2 separate regions of the Podarcis muralis genome follow, and region 1 is linked to region 2. Evidence: chromatin contacts called from public Hi-C data. All regions are on one chromosome and are shown on one strand. Each heading gives the region's core, a stretch centred on a gene start, on an enhancer-like site or on the middle of the called end of the contact. The rest is flanking DNA. Distances are from core to core; before and after follow the strand shown.

The links. Hi-C and Micro-C count contacts between places; a contact is called where the count stands out from the background.
Region 1: a contact with region 2 is called in a Hi-C map of blood, with 7 times the contacts expected there. The contact joins the promoter of SYNGR4 here to the promoter of GRWD1 in region 2. A contact is called at or near these places in 2 of 3 Hi-C or Micro-C datasets (blood and tail).

What each region holds. Positions count from the first base shown.
Region 1 is chr13:18,359,652-18,366,850 of rPodMur119.hap1.1, reverse strand. It overlaps SYNGR4 (synaptogyrin 4), which reads left to right and starts at 5,716. Exons shown (of 5, transcript XM_028701585.2): 1 at 5,716-5,797. LOC114581445 (transmembrane protein 143) reads right to left here and starts at 5,291. Exons shown (of 7, transcript XM_077917056.1): 1 at 4,451-5,291. The coding sequence starts at 4,645.
Region 2 is chr13:18,204,009-18,211,219 of rPodMur119.hap1.1, reverse strand. GRWD1 (glutamate rich WD repeat containing 1) reads left to right here and starts at 2,289. Exons shown (of 7, transcript XM_028703249.2): 1 at 2,289-2,601; 2 at 3,411-3,528; 3 at 3,736-3,901; 4 at 3,983-4,196; 5 at 4,310-4,452; 6 at 5,200-5,397; 7 at 5,881-7,069. The coding sequence starts at 2,304. The coding sequence ends at 6,192. LOC114581490 (a long non-coding RNA gene) reads right to left here and starts at 1,046. Exons shown (of 3, transcript XR_003703346.2): 1 at 919-1,046.

The DNA.
Region 1 (7,199 bases), core at 4,467-6,966, 150 kb before region 2:
CTGAGATATTGTTATAATTGGGGCAACGGGCTGACAGATTATTCCATGCTGCTACAGCAGTGTTATCCTTAAGCTTCCCTATCAATCTGAAACAACTTTTTAAAAACTTAGTCCCCAACTGGATTGATACGAATTAAATCAGTTTTGCGAATTTGGAGCCCTCGGGGCGTTTTTGACTACAATTCCCATGATAGGAGTCCTAGTCTAAAACATCTGGTGCGTACCAAATTGGTAGAGGCGCCAGGCAAAAACATGCCTTTTCAACCAGGCCTTTGGCTGTTAACAATCCATGGCCTTATAAAGCTTGTGTGTGTGCTTTAATGTTTTTTTTGGTAAAGTCGCTTTGAGTTCCCTGCAGCAGCAAGAAGAGCTCCTAATAGATTTAATAAATAATAGGCAATAGTAAAGGTTGGATTAAGTTGTTGTTGTTTACAGGTTTGATCTACATTTAATTAAGAACATGTAACACACATACATGCACACTAATTACTAAATTCACACCCTGCATACATAAACAAGTTATTAGCTGCCACTGGAGAACTCCACACACACACACACCCTGCCACCAATTCTAGGCTGATCCAAGCTTTTGTGGTGAACCAGGCTCCCAGAAAGCTCCTTTCAGCATTTGTGGCTTGTTTCATTTTTAGCTGGGGTGCTTGGCATCATTATGAGCAAGGCTTCTATGTTCCAAGCTTCAAGTAAGACAATGTACGTCAGCTTCCTATTACAAAAGGGACCACGGTCCATTGGCCGATCCTGTGCTTTGCACGTAGAAGAGATCAGGGATCGTGATGACCAGATTACGTTTGTAGGTTTGCAAGAAGTTTTGTGAGGTAAATTATTTGAATTATTGCAAAAATGGTTAAAGAGGTGGATTGTGAGTTAAGATAATTAACGGCAATAGGAATTTAAGAAATGCAAAAGAAATGATAAAAATGGTGGATCATCAGAGGTGCTGATGGAAGTCCAAAAAGATTGCAAAAGATGTGAAGTTCTGTGGAATGTATAATAATTGGTATGTTGAAATTAATTTTATATATATATATATATATATATGCTTTCGTAGATTTTCACGGGTACAGGAATGCAGGTTTTGGTGTCCTCGGGTGTCTTCCCGTGTAAAAGTTGGGGTGTCTAGGCGACGTTTCGACGAGGTCTCACTCGTCATCTTCAGGCTGGTGTTTTCGGCTTCTTGTTACTGGAACAAGAAGTAACTTGTTCTTGTTCCAGTAACAAGAAGCCGAAAACACCAGCCTGAAGATGACGAGTGAGACCTCGTCGAAACGTCGCCTAGACACCCCAACTTTTACACGGGAAGACACCCGAGGACACCAAAACCTGCATATATATATATATATATATATATATATATATGAGATCAGGGATCAGGTGATGTGAAGGGACTGCTGCCTGAGACTCTGGAGAGCCACTGCTAGTCAATACTTAGGCTTCATATACATCATACATTTAAGGCACATGGCTTTCTCCAAAGAATCCTGGGATCTGCAGTTTACCCATCACAAAGCTACAATCCCTGGCACCAGTGTTATTTTTCTAGAAAGAGGTCACTGTGACCACCACCCTCATTTTCTTAGAATGGCAATGGCGCTCACCAGAGAGGAGCCGGAGCTCAACTGTACTGAGTTCCTGTTGAGTTCCTCCTGAAAAAAGCCCTGCCCAGCACCCTTAACAAATTACAGACCCCAGAATTTGGGGGGTGGGGTGGGGCGGAGTCATGGGCTTTTCATGAATGGTGCCTACATAGTCTTAAGCTAGAGGAACAAATAGTCTGACCTGATACAAAGCACTTTCTTATATTCCTATGAGTATACACATGAGTGAGTGAAGCTCAAACATTAGGTAATTTATAATTGGCTTTTGTATGTTTTACACCTCCCACAGGGGAGGGGGAGAAAGGAGTAGATAGTCTTCTGGTCCTTACTTTATAAGTCTCTTGACTATAGCTGGGGTGGCCAAGTCAGCGAGAAAGAAATCCTGGATGGAAATAAAAGAAAATACAAAAGGTGCTTGCTGCAGGTTCCATACACCGTTAACATCAAGGTGGGAAAACATATAGTGCTCTCTCTCTCTCTATACACCCACACCCCACATACCTACTCGCAATGGAGCATGATCTCATTGCACACTTAGCACTAAGCCTGCTCCATATTGTTCAGTGTCGCCAGCCCAGAGGGCCACCAGCTATCCCTATCTGTTTGTCAATGAAACGTGTCAGGAAGGCATTCTCTTGACCTAGCTTCTGAAGGTGATGCTCTCCAAGAACATGCAGCCACTCTGTTCTTTCCTTCCTTCTCCCAATTCACAAAGGGGGGCTTTCCTCTCTGACATAAAGCTCCTATCAAAATATTCCATTCACATACTGAAGATAAAAATATGTTAATAAGGTTGATAATAATATATACAATGGAGTTCCCAAGGGTCTCCAGAGTAACATCATACAATTTCTGAACCGCAGGGAAATCCTGGAATGCTAGAAGCTCTTAACTATCTCCTTAACTATCTCTTTCACCTCTCCTTATATCCCTTTCTTCCTTTTCTGCTCTGGAACAACAGCCCTCTTCTCAATAATCCACATCCCCTTTCTGCCTTCACTTCCCTCATTTTACACTTGTTCAGCAAATAGTGTAGTGGCTTCGGAGCTACAGAAAAATCCCCTTCAAAAAACTCATTCACTTCCCCGACTCTTTTATTATTATTTCCTATTACAGGCAGCCACCATTTTAGGCACATCCAACTGATGCATGATCACCAATGCACAGAAGGCGGCTTAACAGGGGCATAATGGGGGCGAGATGTGCTTATACGCACTCTGCCAACATATGCAGGGGTTGGGAATCGAATCCCCGTGTGAAATGGTCACCGCCTGTATTTATTTAATTTATATCCCACCCTTCCTCCTCAAGGAAGGAACTGATGAAGATATTCTTATTATACCAGATATTTGGAAATTAGTTGAAGTTTTCTTATTGCGGATTTTATTCTATTAATATTAATTTTTTAGTGCTTTAACTGAATGTATTGTATACTAGCAGCCTCATCCAATTTGCTCAGAAATTCCAAGAAACCAAAAAATCAGTAGTTAAAATCAGGCTAGTTATGAAATGTTCAGTCTGTCATCTTGATTCAGAAGCACACCCAACTGTATCCAAACACAGAAAGAAACCTGCTCCTTGATCTCAGGAACTATCATGCAAAGTTTGTTTACTATACTTAAGTATGCCCAGTGATATACAGTATAGTAGCTTCTGGCATTTCTAATCTTGCTCAGTACCTTATGATTGTGTGTTGAAAGTCAGCTTAAATACTCTTAAATTATTAGACATAAATTTTACTTGGACCAGCCATTGTCATTAAGTTTTCCCACACCCAAATATTCATTTCTTAATGTCTGTGCTCTTCACATACCCCTACTTGGGCCATCCTAGTAGCGATTAAACTTTCTAGAAGGGCCATCATCGCTTGTTAGATTCAACACCACGCACTCTTGTAGAATGCAAGATGTGTTAAAGAGCAAAAGTTTCGTACTGTTTCCACACCAAGCATCAGGATGCAGCAGGCTCTGGGATTGGGGTGGGTGGCTGGGAGGAGCAGGCTTCAATATAGAATGAGTTGCACCCAAGAACACATACAATCATTGTAAAACAAAACATCTTCTGTACCAAGGTAGCCCAAGTTACTGGGCCAATAAATGCTATACAGTACAGCACTCAAGGATCTGAATGCCTCATGCAAAAGTAAGCCAATTGCCATATGTATTCATTTAAGTTTAGCTTCAGCTTAGCTGTACAACCTTAAGTACGACAAGCTAGCTGAGAAGAGGATTCTGAGTCTGACACGCAACATATTGTTGCACACCACCCCAATTTCTGAGCGGTGCGAGATTTCCAGGGGTTCCAGGCGCTTCCCCAAGGTTTGGTTTCCTTGGAATGAGGGACAGTGGAGACTGTGGTGTCTTTAGGATATCTGGTTTATTTACACGTATATACAACCTTAGCCTACGATGGAAGGGCTCACAGCATTAACACTGCAAACAGTCTTGCTTCTCCCAGCCACAGCGTTGGATTCAAGCAGAGATCAAGCATGGCTCTCTCTGATTCCAACCCAGGTTTGACACACAACTCTGCCTACCGTCTTTCTCACTACCAGTCAGGTGGGGGGGGGCACCCATTTGCCCTCTGGCACAGGGCAATCTCCTGTTATACTAATGACCATACTTATATGGTACTTAGGTGGCAACTACGACCCTTGCTGGACTAATTTAACAATGGAATTCGTTGTTAGCTTTTAACCCTTGCTGGATCCAGGGGATCAGAAGGGGCTCAAGCATCATACAGACTGACCCACCCCAGCAAAAAAAAAAAAAAAAGCCCAGTCACAACACTATGTTCATAACTTATTATGAACCCATGCAGAGCCCATGTTATACCTTCACTAGAGCATCAACCAGGTAGTCCTTGGAAAAGGGGATGTATCTCTCCCGATAGTCCACCGTCCAGTTCTCTGGCTCCACTGGTCTCCGCATCTTCCGGTATTTCACCATCTTGGCGACGAGGGAGGCCTTGCCACGGGATGGCAACCCTACAACCCCAGCCCCTAAGGCTAACCGCGCTGCACACAGCATTCTAGGAAAGTTCAAGGTTTACCAGTCAGGCATGTTCAGCTTCCTTTCCAAAGGCTTTCAAAAACGACCCTAATTTGCAAGTGGGATACAGCGGGCATTAGCCAGTAACGGGCACATCTTTCTTCAAAGCAACAAAGTCAAAGACTTCCAAAGTCTTGGCCGCACCATGGAGGCCAAGAACTGTCCCTGGACAGGGGAGGGAAGGCTCCTTGCGGTCAGAGCCTTGGCCAGAGCAGCCAGGTCAGAGGTCTTCTGCACAACAGTGCCACCACCACCTGTGTAAGTGGGCCTGGTCCAAATCAGATCAGCCAAACAGGAGGTGGGGTGAGGTCAAAGGTCACTGCCCCAAAACACATTAATAGTTGGCTGAACTGATGAGAATAGCGATGCTCTCACCAACTTACAGACTAAGCAGTGATTCCTTCCTCCTCCTGGAAGAAAAAGCCTTTGCATTCACTTTGGGCCCGTTTCAAACGGGGCGGAGGGCGGGAAGCCCACCATACAAGGGAGTAGGTTCCTAACCTCTGGGCTGACATTGGTCTTAGTGCGCACGCGCAAGCTTCTTTCCCGCCCTTCGTTCCTTATTTGTGCCCCGGGGGGCGGAGCATCCTTTCCCCCGCAAGCGCACTAGCGCCTTTGACTTCAGCTCTCCTGTACGTCAGGCGCTTGCTTAGCCGTTCAGCACTGTGCTCGCGAGTTTATGCTACAGATCTAGAAAATTGTAGAAGGGTATCATGCACAGGGTTAATTATGCACAGTTTAAAAACTGGTTTTTCACTCCCATTTCCTACATAGTTTATACAAGAGTTTCAGCATATCATTTCTGTGATTCAGAGCGACGCCTTTCTACGCCGGCAAAAGGCAGACTTCCCTTCATTTTTTAACTGCAAATTCGATCGTTTCATCACTCTAACCCTTTCTCTATAAACTCTATGTCCATGACAGAGTCACGGTCCACGTTGCGGACGGGCAAAAGAATACTTCAACTTCAGAAACACGCAGGCGCAGAGAATCGTTCTCCCCCCCCCCCTCTCCTTAGCTAAACTGAGCGTGCAACACGTCCTTTCCCCGCACCCGCCTCCACTTTTCGGGCTGTCGGTGCAAACTGCGCACGCGCAGCTTTGTCTGCGGTCTGCTCCAGCATACAGAATTGTAGGATCCTCGCGCACGCCGTCGCGCGCTCCTTTGGCGCCCCGCCCTATATCAACCGTTCTTTTCCAACTGCCTTGCTGAGGCGGCGGCTGTCCGACCAGTCAGGCTTCGAGTTCGCTCACACGCTCTATTTGTTTTCCCCACCCTCCGTGCGCGGGGGCGCAAAAGGCGGGAAAATAACCTCCAAGTCTAAGGGAGTTTCTGAAGGGGTGGGAGGTGAGGAAGAAACTGGGTTTATTAAGGATTTTTTTTTACAAAAGAGGAACTGAGATGTGGTAATACAGCGAGTTCCTCATCAGTTTTTGAGGAGGCGCAAGTGGTCAGTCCCGTGATGCCAAGGAGCATATTTTTTTTTATTCCTGTCAGAAAGGGCCATAATTGGGCTTTCATAATATCTCCTCACACCACTCCTGGATAATAGTTTAGGTTGAAAGATAGGCACTCTTGCACAGCAGTCCTGCGAGATTAATAGCCAAGCAGGGATTTGAGCCCATGTCTCCTTATCTAAACCCAACACTCATTAAGCACCGCACTTGCTGACTCCTGCTTTTGATGGAAATAGCCTCAATGAGTTTCATATTTACCAATGAACGTTTAAGATACAGGCCACTTTGTTACTTGCCCCACTACTGTGGTGAATGGGAAATGTCCAAGTAGATAAGTTCTGATTTTGATTTTAATGGTGAAGGGGAAAAGGTCAAAGGATACAGCCAGGTTCACACCAAACCTATTTTGATGAGAAACAGTGAGAAATAAACTGCAGGCATGCTCTTTATGGCGGGGGTCAGGGAATGTATCCATGCAACGTTTCGTTCTGTTTTTATAAGATGTGTGAAGCAGAAAATGTTTAAAAATACAGGAAAGTTAGAAGTCAAAACAATTCTCGAGTTTCGTTTACTTGCTTGGAAAATCAATAGATTAATTAGGTGCAGAAAACAAAGACAGAAACTGGGGGAACACTTGTCTGCCATACAAAACAAGTTCAATTTTTGATCGGTGCTAGTTTGGCTGTTGGGGCTTCATGATGGTGCGGTGTGCTGTGCAATAAACTATTGCCCATGATTTTACTGAATAATTTCAAGAAGCTTGCTCAGATTCATTTTGTAAAATATAACTTTGGGGTAAATTTGGAGAAATCTTATTCAAGCCCATAATGCTTGTATAATGCATGGTTAGTTCCAGTACATTAGGCCTGGAGCACATACTAGATTGGTCTAATCCAAAATGTTCATAGCCTGTCCATAATTTAGGCAATTATTTAAAGAGTAATTATCTCAGAAGAATTGCCATATGATGCTTGTGGAATCAAAAGACAGCAAGTATCAAAGGTTGGAGTTCAATGTCTTGCTTTTCCAGGCAATTCCATCTGTGCAACACATCCACCCCCCATTCTTCTGCGTTG
Region 2 (7,211 bases), core at 1,040-3,539:
GGTCCCTGGTTCGATCTGCAGCATCTCTGGGTGGAGTTGGGAGACTCTTGCCTGAAGCCCTGGAGAGCAGCTGCCAGTCAGTGTAGACAATTCTGAGCAAGATGGACCAATTGTCTGACTCAACATAAGGCAGATTCCTATGTTCCTATCTCAGTAGTCAAAACTGCGCATTTGTGTGCGTTTTAACTAGATAATTAATTCATTGAAAGTGAGGAGAGAACAACGAGAGGATAGGAATTTTTAAGTGCTGTGAAGTAGAATAATTTATAGAATTACCGCGGCTGGGTTTATGGGGAGAAAAGCAACAGGCGCCTGAAGTGGAGGATACCACTGAGCCTTTCAGTAGCACTTTAAAAACAAAATTTAAATAAATCAATAAGGCTGCGGTGAATAGTCGGTTGCCATGGTAATGGAACCAATTGCCCTTTTCTGAAATGGCGCTTCGGGATAGCGCTCTTTGTGGGGGAAGGGAGTCCTCTGCCCTGTTCCAAAATGTCCTTTGATAAACTTGCCCACACTTAAAATGGCCGTTTCGGGGGGAAATTAATAGGTGCATCGGTATGCAGTGCACGGCCTCTTTAGAGACAGCGCGGCTGCCGACTGCCCTTTTCTAAGATGGTGGCGGTCCGGGAGTAGCGCCTCTCAAAATGGCGGCAGGCATTCTCTGCCCATACTCAAAATGGCGCTCACCTTTTACCGTGTTTTCAATGAGGAATAAAGCCGCGCAAACCATAAAAAAGGGCTACCGCCATTCCATCTTCCCACAACTCTGATTTCCAGCGCTGACTTTCAGAGAGAAACTTCTGTAAGACTGCATTTATTTAAAACAGCAGTTTCCCTTAATAAAGATGGCGGCATTCTGCTTTTAAAAAATGTGACTGGGTGCTAACGCTTAATAAGGCTTCTAAACTCTCTTACCTAAAATATCTTAATTTGAATTCAAAGTGCGGAAGGAAGACTTTGACCCGCTGAGTTACTAGGGGCAGGATTTTTGAACTCCAACCGGGAGAGGGAGAATGAATAACGTTTTCCAATATGGCCACCTGCTCCTTTTTCCTTTTAAGTGAATTAGCGTTTCCCTTTTGAGAAACGTAGACCAAAAATTTTAGAGCGATCATTCCAATAGTCAAACACGGGACAATGATCGTTTTGACGTAATTTCCCCTCGGATGTCGAGTGAAAGTGATAGCAGCCCATAGGACACAAAGCAGAAATTCAGGAATATGTAGCTATGGTTGGGCAGAAGCGTGCCCCTAAGTAGAATCTACTTGAAACGTGGTTTTATACTCTTTTAAGTTCTTGTTTTTTGTGACGAATGTGCGTGTCTGTTTGTATAAAGTCTCAAAATATTTGCAAATTGTGCCGCAAATGCAAATCAAATACTCAGCCTTCTTTTTTATTCCTAACGGGTAGGATGGGGCGCTGAAGCTGAATAAGTTACAAGAACTCTGCAATTGAAGTCCAGGGATTTTATATTAAAACATTAACGCTACACCACCTCCAGCCTTTGGCACAACAAGCAGCCTTGTTAAACGGTGCTTAACAACTTTATTATTAATTTATTATTCGCTTCCTATGAAACATCCCAAAGCTATTGATGATAAAAAAGGTATAGCTTCTTAGGGACAGAACTACCTAAACCGTATAGAAACTTATTCTTGTATGCTACTACAGTGGCAAGAATGTTACTTGCCATAAAATGGAAAGAAGCAAAGGAAGAATGGATACAAAAACTTACGGAATTTGCAGAAATGGCGAAACTTACCAGAAGAATAAGACATCAAGATGACACAATTTTCATAAAAGAATGGAAATGGTTTATTGAATATTTAGATAAATTGTAAATAGATAAAAACATTGGCAGCATTATTGTAATAACCTGCAGTTTCATATATTTAAAGATGAATAAATGAGCAAATTAAGGTAATTCGGACATGCAGAAGATATTAAAAATAAATTTAATAAACCGTAGAAAGAGGGGGGAGGAAGTGAAGTTTTGAAATGTCAAAATGATTTCAAATTTAGTGAAGTGTATAAACTTGAAAAGTAAATCTTTTTTTAAAAAAATAAGGAAGGTCTAGCTTCTCACCCGACGGAGTTATTTTGAAAATTGAAAATCTTCCATACAAAATACACCTCAGCGGTATTTAAAGTTTAAATCAATTTAAAGTGGTCTCTGGAATGCCCTCGCAACTCAAAAGTCAGAGCTTTACATGCAGAGAAGTCATGCTAACGAGCTCCTCAAAGAGAAATATGGACACTGTAAATCGAGGTGCTCGCGTTAGTCTCCAATTTCTGCGTCTATGTTGAGTATACGTCATCGAAAGAGGAAATGGGAAGCCGAGCCCATAGTGGGGCGTGGCTATGGAGAGCAGCTGCCCGCTTTCAAGATGGAGGAGCCCAGCACATGGAATGAGCCGAGCAGCGGCTCCAGTAGCAGCAATGAGGAGGATGAGGACATGGAAATGGAGGAGAAGGGGCAAGACGAAGAGAAGGGTCGAGGGGGAGCTTATGTGCCAGGACAGGGGGCCCCTCCAGCACCTGGGGAAGAACTGGTGATGGACGAGGGTGCCTATCGCCTCTATCATCGCGCAGGCACAGGTCAGATCATGTATTGGAGAAAGGAGGGGGGGTCTGTCTTTTTGGACTGGAAAGGAAGGGGACGCTTGCTAAGGTGAACGGGAAAGGATTCCAAGATTGTAGACAGGGAGGAATGGAGGTGGGAATTTGTCAGGGTATAGATGCATTGGTTCTTCGATGTGGGCCACACATGGGTTAGTTTGATTGTATAGGCGAGCCTGACTCCTAAAGACCTCAGCCACAAATATTATGGGAATGTGGCATGGCATATGATGAGTGGCTGTAGGTTAGGAGCGTCCTTTAGGGGCCAGAAGATATGGGGTGTGTGTGTGTGTGGATAAGTTTAAAACAACAAGGGGTATGCACTGAACCTCATTTGTAGCAAACCCATGACCTCTTAATTCTCACCAGCCACGTTGGTAAAGTTGCAAGAGCTGTGGCTAAATAGTAAGATTCAAAATAGATTCCACTGCATGTTTTTCCACAAAGTTAGTAACTGTGAGTACAGAACTAGAAGCTGAGGGCTGTGCCAGACCTGTTGTACTACTTATATCAAAAAGGTGAGACAAATATTAAAAACACCACAAAGCAATTTCAGCATAAACATTTCTGGCAGAGAGGCCTAAAACTAAATCTGCAGTAAATTTACATACCACCATGTGTTGCATATGTGTATATGTTAAGATATAAACAATTGTTTGCATTCCGCAAGGAAGGTAATGACTGTAAATCATCGTGATGAAGAAAACTCACAGTAGATACGGGGCAAAGAGGGGAATTGCCACAGAAATGAATGCTGATGTCCCTGTGTCTCCTCCGACCCTGTGCAGGTTCCCCTTGCTTGAGCTTTGACATTTTGCGAGATGCCCTGGGAGAGAATCGAACCACCTACCCGCTGAGCCTTCTCCTTTGTGCTGGAACTCAGGCTGAAACTGCCAATGCCAACAGGTGAGTTTGTGAGGAGCTTGGCTTCCAACAAGCCAGCTACACTTGTCCTACTGAAGCCAGGACAAGCGGGCCTGTGGCAGGGATGTGGGACCCCTGGCCTTCCCTTGTTAGATTCAGCTTTGCGGTCAGTTGTCTGGAATGCTGGGAACTGTAGTTCCCACCATTTAAATGTCTCTCGTTTTCTCTCCCCCCCCCCCCTGCAAATAGGCTGATGGTGATGAAGATGCACCACCTCTATGGGACCAAACGCGCTGGCAAGGATTCTTCAGGGTCAGAGAGTAGCAGCGACAGTGAAAGTGATGAAGACGAAGAGAAAAAACCCCAATTGGAACTGGCCATGGTCCCCCATTATGGGGGTATTAACAGAGTTCGGGTACGAGCCATATTTCCTGCTGGTCTCTCACTCTGCTCTGGCAAAGTTCTCTACCTTAATGGTCTGTTGTTGTTTCGATAGGTGACAGAATTGGGTGGATCACAGATCGCAGCGGTTTGGTCTGAGAAGGGGCAGGTGGACATATACGACCTACAGCGCCCCCTCGTGGCCCTGTCCGACTCTCAAGCCATGGCAGCCTTTCTGCGAGAAGAGCAGGCCAAGATCAAACCTGTCTTCTCATTCGCTGGGCATATGACGGAAGGATTTGCTATGGACTGGTCTCCCAAGAAACCAGGTAATCAGCTGGGATGGAACGGGAATGGAGTTGGCAGAGCCGGGAATGTAGGCACAGGAGACCTGGACCGGCAGGACCGCAGTTCAGAATAACTTGTGCCTTACCTATTCCAGGGACTCTTTTGACTGGTGATTGCAACAAGAACATCCATCTGTGGACACCTAAGGAAGATGGATCATGGCTTGTAGACCAGCGGCCTTTCACAGCCCACACTGCATCAGTCGAAGACCTCCAGTGGTCCCCAAATGAAGCTACGGTGAGGAAGTGGTGTGATGGGTGCAGCTTGCTTTACAGCAAAAATTTCTGAGCTTGGGGAAATGTTAATGTGCTTCCTAATTACCTTGGACTTAATCAAAGTATTTCAAATCAGCTAAGGCTGCATTTTTTATTTTTTAAAAAGGCAGTTGCCTATTATTTCTCTTGCATATGCTTGGCCACAAGGTTGGTTTAATGGAATCTGAAATCAGATTGGCCTTGATTTGTATTTTTTAAAAAAGCTAAGTCGAAGATCAGATCCTGGTGTCAGGTGAAGTTTTCCTTTGCAGGTGGGCTTGAATTTAAGCTGGTATTGTACAGCAAAAATGTTCTTTTGCCCACAGTTTTCCATTCCTCACATGCTTTGAAATTAATGATTTTCCTTTATGCTGCCTTTATGGTTTGAAACCAAATTGTGTGGGCAAAAGAAGCTGGTCTTGTTGTCAGTTGCAGCTACAAGCTGCACTTTCTGTAGGGGTTGGTTCTACTTGGAAGTTCCACTCTGGAACCAGTTCCAGTGTAGCTTGCATTTGCCACTGCATTTCAGAGGAATTGAATGTAAGCTCCGCTTGTCAAAGAACAACTCCTGATCCTCTGCAGCTGTATTATTACCTGCCCCCAGCTTGATAAGACATCGGGTGGGGATTTCTTAGGGGTGGGGACTGCCTTACAGGGGCCATATTAAGACCCCTGCCAGGCCTCCGCTATGTTTAACCATAACAATTTTTTGCCCTTGTTCTTGGATCAGGTTTTTGCTTCCTGCTCAGCAGATGCCTCCATCCGCATCTGGGATACACGGGCACCACCGGGGAAAGCCTGCATGCTGACCGCCAGCCAGGCGCATGATGCAGACGTCAACGTCATCAGCTGGAATCGAAATGAGCCCTTCATCGTCAGCGGTGGCGATGATGGGATCCTCAGGATCTGGGACCTCAGGCAGTTCCAGGTTAGAAATCGCTGTCAAAATATGTTAGGGAAAACCTTTAGATCAGGAGTTAGCAACCTAAGACCCATGGGCCACAAGTAGCCCACAGGGGTCATTTAACCAGCCCACGAGCCAAGCCGCCCGCTCGGCGAGTCCCCGCATGCTGCGCTAAACCAGCATGGCGCAGGGACTCACTTCTGCAGCACTGGAAATCGCAGTCGCGCTCGCTCATGCACACATGCGATTCGGCCCACGGAGGTATCTCCACTGGAGTGAACTGGCCCAGGCGAGGTAAACCTTGCCAACCCCTGCTTTAGATGTTGCTGAACTACAACTCCCATCAGCCCCAGTGAGCATGGCCAGGGATGATGGGAGTTGTAGTTCAGCCACATTCGGAGGGACAAAGGTTCCCCACACCTGTACACATTATTTCCCCTTCAAATCTTCTTCACAAGCAATAGCCCTCAAACTCAGCCCTTCTTTTGCCCTCCCCTTTCTCTGCAGAAAGGGTCAGCTGTCGCCACCTTCAAGCAGCACACGGCACCCATCACGTCCGTCGAATGGCACCCTACAGACAGCGGCGTGTTTGCAGCCTCCGGCGCCGATGACCAGGTGACGCAGTGGGACTTGGCTGTGGAGCGAGACGAGGAAGCAGAGGCCAAGGACCCAGCTTTGGCCTCCATCCCACCCCAGCTACTGTTTGTTCACCAGGGAGAGAACGACATTAAGGAGCTGCATTGGCATCCGCAGTGCCCTGGCACCCTCGTCACCACAGCCCTATCTGGCTTCAACATCTTCCGGACTATCAGCGTCTGAGGGAGAGCGAGGCTTTCAAAATGGCCGCCTGGGGTTTGCGGACCTGTTGCTAAGAGAGGTGCTAAGCACAGTACCCTTTGTTGCTTCTTTCAAGATGGCCGCAGTCTCTCCTCCCTGTGGACTCTAAAACCTTCTAAAATAATGGGTTCTTTTGTTGGTTTAATAACTAACTTTTGCTTTTGGAATAGGTCTTCACAGCTGCCCCGATTAAGCTTTGCAGTCTTTTGATGAGGTCATCACCTCACCCTGTCATCACGTTAATGAGTGATAATGATTAGAATAGCCTTTGCTCTGGTTTATCTACACTCATTCCTCGAACAAATCGGATGATTCAGGTCTCATTTAGATGTTTCCACTCCGCTATGGGAAGAGTTCAAAACAGACTTAATGGCTTTTTCTGTGTGTGGGAACCATCCAAACGTACGATGTATAAAACAGTTTGCAAGCATCTGCTTAACTGTTCATCAGAGCCTACCACTGATGTGGCAGGGGGTGGAGAGGAAATTGTAAAGAATAATGTATTTTAAATAAATATATATTATTTTGGAGGGAAGGCGGAAACCCCGTCAACATTTTGACAGGCTGCATTTTTCTTGTTTTACCTTTGGACAAGCTGGGACATACTAAGCCCAGGGCCCTGCACCAGCCATGCAGAGAGAGCCCAGCAGGGGCTCTCTAAGCCTGATCCATTTGCCACTTACCAAAAACAGAGAAGAACTGGGGGGCAGCATTACCCTACAATAATTTCTCTGATCATGTATAATACGGACTACATGATAAGGCAGGGCTTTTTAATCATTGTATTTTTTATGTTGTGAGCTGCTCTGAGAACCACGGGTGATACACAAATTTAATAAAAATTAATTTTTCAAAGTGGGAGCTAGGAATTCCCTTTGCCCCGTGTCGCAAAGAGCCAGTGTGGTGTAGTGTTTGGAGTGTCAGACCAGGACCTGCGAGACCAGGGTTCAAATCCCCACTTTGGCTTGGCGCTCACTGTGGGTGACCCTAAGCCAGTCACT